Linked DNA regions of Gossypium hirsutum: region 1 is linked to region 2. A link is a contact called in public Hi-C data. All regions are on one chromosome and are shown on one strand. The core of a region is the stretch at or near the end of the contact, and the rest is flanking DNA. Distances in the headings are between cores, read along the strand shown.

Evidence for each region. A called contact is a pair of places that touch in the nucleus more often than the background predicts.
Region 1: a contact with region 2 is called in a Hi-C map of leaf, with 3 times the contacts expected there. The contact joins the promoter of LOC107961636 here to the promoter of LOC107961637 in region 2. A contact is called at or near these places in 3 of 34 Hi-C or Micro-C datasets (leaf and petal).

Annotation. Positions count from the first base shown.
Region 1 is chrA06:21,682,281-21,684,980 of Gossypium_hirsutum_v2.1, reverse strand. It overlaps LOC107961636 (ethylene-responsive transcription factor ERF017), which reads left to right and starts at 1,266. Exons shown (of 1, transcript XM_016897694.2): 1 at 1,266-2,275. The coding sequence starts at 1,434. The coding sequence ends at 2,030.
Region 2 is chrA06:21,542,250-21,544,986 of Gossypium_hirsutum_v2.1, reverse strand. It overlaps LOC107961637 (20 kDa chaperonin, chloroplastic), which reads left to right and starts at 1,339. Exons shown (of 10, transcript XM_041115858.1): 1 at 1,339-1,621; 2 at 1,992-2,247; 3 at 2,330-2,689.

The DNA of each region.
Region 1 (2,700 bases), core at 17-2,516, 140 kb before region 2:
TTTTTTAAAATTAGGATTAAATTGAGAACATTTGTTAATTTTGAGAGTTACTTTTTAAAATTATGACTAAATTGACATAATATGTAAAAGTTGAGAGTTAAATTTGTTATTATACCATTTTTAACTGCTAGGTCATCTTGCTATTTGTGATTTTAACGGGAGTGATCAAAATGACTAAACTATGTAACATGAATATTTAAATTGCAAATTTTTTTTATCTTGAATGCCTAAAATGAAAGTTTTTTATAGTTGGGGGACTATATGTGTAGTTTACCTTTTAAATTTTATGTTAGATTAAGTCAATATATGCAAATCATGCCTAGAATTATTCTAATCTAATTATAATTTAAGTTCAATTATTAATCCGGTCATACTTTATAATGTTAGGAGTAGGATTACTTTACATCCATTATTTGTTTTTAGGGTAATTATTTGGTATATAAGTGGTGGAAATTTTTATTCCATAAGTGAAGTTGAGATTTTGTCACATATCTTATTTATATATTTTTAAATATTTTAAATACAACTTAAAAACATATGATAAAATCTTAATTCCACTTATTCCACCGGCTATATAGTAAATAATTATCCTTGTTTTAATATTTCATTTAATTTAAATCTAACTTATTTATATTATATTCAAATTATTGATTAAGTTAGTATTAATTACACTTTAATTGAATATCAAGTCAGTAGAAAAATAATTAAAAATGTATTTCTTTTTTATAAAATAATAAATATATAAAATTTAAACACATAATAAATCTTAAGAGATACCCACAAGTAACATAAATTGGACATAGCATTTCATGATTTCTAATTTCTTAAATTTACTATTATAATTATTTTTGTTGTTGTGATGGTCTAAATGTGGTTAAATATAAAAGTAATGCCAAATAAACATACATACCATGTTGTTGATATTTTATATTTTTAAAAAGTTTTCTTCTTCAAAATAATTTCATTTTCCTTTTCTGGCAATTCTAATGTAAAAGTTAATTGTAGAGCTGAGTGAGGAGACTAGCGCATGCATTCGATGCGTATCCAGTGCAGCAATATGTTTATAGTTTTTAAAGTCCCAATAAATTATTCTTAACAATTAAATTAGTCTCTAGATGTAGAATATTGGCACGAGCAATAAAAGAGGCACATGGTGGAAATTTCATCCCCGCGTAGAACTTTTGGACATCCGTAAGACGCCACATCAGCATAGTGAAGCTCTTTGCGGCTTCCAAATTCCAATCGACGCGTCTCTTTAACTTTGACTCATCACTCAGAGTCAGAGGATGGCTTCCCCCATATGCTATATATAACAGAGCCGCAAATTCGTCTACTTCTCAATCTCAAACAACAACAACAACAATAACCAAATCCTCTGCAAGGAACAAAACAAAAACAAAGAAATCAAGACTTCAGCCATATAGCACTCGAAGATGGTGAAACACATAAGTGAAAAACCAGCAGTGGAGCGAAGCGATTCACGGTTCAAGGGTGTCCGAAAGCGAAAATGGGGGAAATGGGTGTCCGAAATCAGACTACCCAACAGCAGGGAAAGGATTTGGCTGGGATCTTATGACTCAGCCGAGAAAGCAGCGCGTGCTTTCGACGCCGCTCTTTTTTGCTTACGCGGCCTCTCTGCCAAATTCAACTTCCCTGATAACCCTCCCGAGATAGCTGGAGCTAGGTCTTTAACGCCGCCCCAAATTCAAGCCGCTGCAGCACAGTTTGCGAACTCGGAGCCTCCCAGGATCCAATCCGAGCAATCCAACTCTGGGTTCCAAACGGAGTCCCCATCACCGTCGGTTTCGGACGGGACTGTTCAGTTAGATAGTGAGTTGCCTATGGACGGGTCGTTTCTGGATCTTTTGACAATCGGTTCGGGTAATTATGAATCGGATTATGGGTTGCTATTCCCTGGATTTGAGGATTTCTCAAGTGCTTTTCTCGGATCATCGTTGCCCAGCATCGGGTACGAAGAGGATTATTTGGATGGGATTTTAGTTCCAGAATCTTTTCTTTGGAATTTCTAAAATCGGGTCGACCTGGGCATTTTAGTATCCAGAGTTGGATCCGGATATTCGAGAGGGCCAATTTTTGTACGGCCATCCTTCTTTGCTCATCCTTAAAAGCAGCAATTATAATAGCTTACTCCGTAAAACGAATGTAAAGTTTATAAAATTTTTTATTTTTCTTCTTTTTCGTGTGTAATTTTTTGTAGTAATTGGATGGATTACTGTTTATTGTTTTAATAAAATATAAAAGGATTATTATATTACTACAGCTGTTAAAATGGAAACCTTATAGGATGTCTCTCAACCTGTCGGTACACATAAATTTCATGTGTGAGCTTAGAATGAAAAATTTGTCGGTATTTCTCATTTAAAATTTTAATTTCTTGCTTGGAGTCAGAACAGACCGTACTCCATTTAAGGGGTAAATTATTCTATTTTGTTTTTCAGATCTTATTTAAGGGTTGGTATCAAAGTGTTTAATCAGTTCCAACAGTGCTTGCGCATCTTCTTTATTTAAACTTGGATTTCACTTTTCACTTTCCCAATTTTACTTCCCTAGCTCTTATTCTCCATCCTGACCTTCCCAATTTATTAATACAACGCCATATTTCCACTAAATGTTCGAATGCTTAAATGCATCATTTTAAACACACCCTGCACTTTTTGGATACATGGCATAACTAGAAGT
Region 2 (2,737 bases), core at 90-2,589:
CTTTTTTATGTTTTTCATTGGGAAGCCTATGGCTTAAATTCATCTAAGCTGAGCTTCGATATATTTATAAGCGACCCCATCAAATAAAACACTTACCAATTATTGGCATCAAAAGGATCTCATTATTCTGCAATTTTTTCTATATTTAGGCATATGCTAATCCTTTTGTGAGTATAATTCCGATGGCATTTTTAATTACAGGCATGTCAGTATGAATGTGTTCCTATGGACAACCATAGAGTTCAATCGTCTAACAGGAGCCAAAACAAATTAGTAAACTTCATCAATAGTAAAACTCAATTCTTTTTTTCAATCCAAGTTATTCTTCAAAAAGGTATCACAACTTACGGTATTATTAACCTTGCAAACCCAAAGAAAGTAAATACATTCCATTTCCCATTATGTTTCCTCAATCTACTTGACTTAATATACACATAATATGTTTTTATTTATTTTAGGCTTCATTCATTTTAGCTCCTAAAGTATACTTGTTTTCTCGTTTTAATCCTTATTTTTTTCCCTCAATTTTATACCTTAAAAACACTTGAATTTTCAATTTAATACCTAAAATATACCTTCGTGATATTTTTTTAATCCAATTTTTCTCATAGCCAATTAAAAAAATACCACGAGGTGCCTTTATATACAAAAATAACTATTTTCTTTATTAATTGTATATACACATTAAAAATGTAAAAATGGAAATAAATATATAAAAGTTTAGAATATATATATATATAATCTAGAAAAAAACATATGAATTATAAAATTTATAAAAAAATTAAAAATTTGAAAAGAAATCAGTGGAAATTAATAATATTATTGAAAAAATTTAAAGAAAATTTTAAAAAAAAGTTTAAAGTACACTGGTGAATGATGATTCTTTTTGTGACAAATGATGTTCTTTTTTGCGCCACACATCAATATTTTTTGTGAAGTATACTCTTTTTTCGTTATAATTATGGACCGCTTTTTATGCATTTCAGTACCTATGGTTGTGCTTTTAACTTTGAAAACAATTACTAAATATTCATCTATTGTTGATTTAGCATTAGTTTGATTGATATGAATATTAATGTCAATATAGAAAAATATGAGTTTGAGTGCGTTAAAATGCATTATTTTTTTATTTATGGATTTAAGAGGGACTATACTTTTAAAAAAAAATTCAATTGGATTAATGAATTCAAATCTTAAACAAAAAAATATCCCATATGTTGGATTCGGTTAACTCTAGCTAAGTAGGCCTAAGAAAACAAATAACAAAAACTGGCCGCCATCAGATTGGCCCATAAATTCAAAAATAAAAACTGAACTGAAATAATAAACCTATATCTATACTCCAGTCGTCGGGTACAGCTGGCCATCATAATGATACTGCCAATTCATATCCCCGAGACAGCTGTAAAGCGAAGCAGATCTTCTGAAAAAAATCTTTTGCTTATCTACTTTATTTCCAAAACAGAACCATTTGCTTTTCTTCCATTTCAAAAGTCACAAACTCTTCTTTTCCTCTTTCATTCCGATGGTCTTAGTCGTTTCTTCTTCTCTTTTAATTTGAAAGTTCCCGGAAATTTTTCTCTATTTCTCTTCTAATCGATTGTGGAATCCCTCCCTCTAGGTATTGTTCCTTGCCATTCTTGAGTGCTGCTTTTGCTAATAGATGAGCGCATGTATTTTTTGTCCTTGGGATGAAATGGGATCTGATTTCTTGGAAATGTGTCTTTAGACTTTGAATGTCACCGATAATTGCTCCGATATTTGATCTGTCACGATCTGCACTTTGACATTTTGTTATTATCGTTCTCGAGTCTCCTAGTATGTCCAGAGTATGAAAACCCATATGAATCCCTAATTTTTTTGCTTGAAATCCTACATGTGCTTCCACCCAAACGGAGATGCAACGTTGAAATGAAGAGTTGATTTTAATGCTATGATTCTACCCCCTCATCTTTAACAACTAGGTTTGATGTAGATCTAAAATTTTGTAGGTCAAAAGCCGCATCAAAATAGATAGCCACCTTCGCCCTCTACATGTTCTGTATGGGTCTCGTTTTTGCTTCCAAGATAAGTACTTTGTCCTCTATACCATCCAACTCTGAAATGTAACTGGTAACTTGTTTTGAGATATCTTGACTGGTGCTTGATTTGCCTTCATAGATTAACTTGTTTCTATTTGTCCATATTAACCAGAGTCCGCAACAAAAGATTCTACATTGCTCATTCGTCCCTTGATTGAAAACCAAAGTAAGCCAAGTCCAAAAATCTGGATTGCTATTATTAAGAACCCATGAGAAGTTTAAATGTCTCCACACTTCCTTCGTTGTAGGGTACAATCAGAAGACATGGTTACTGTCTCCTTCACCTTGATGGCATCTAATACACTGATCCTCAACCATTACTCTTCTCATCTTCAGATTAGAAAAAAGTGGGGATGTAATTCCACAAAATTTTCCACATTGTAATTTTGAATTTCGAAGGCATGTATAGGTTCCGCAATTTCTTGTAAAAATTTTTAGTATCGGCCTGTATATAATTACTAGGATTCAATGTAGTATCCTGTAATAGTTTATAGGCACTTCTTACTGAGCAGTTTCTAAATGACTCCCCTCTCCACACCTGAAAGTCTTCATGAGTGGACTTTGCTAACAAAATTTGTAGTATTTTCCTAGCAATATCCGTATGAAAGGTATGGACAATCAATTAACTCTTCCAAGTTCTGTTAACTTCGTCGATT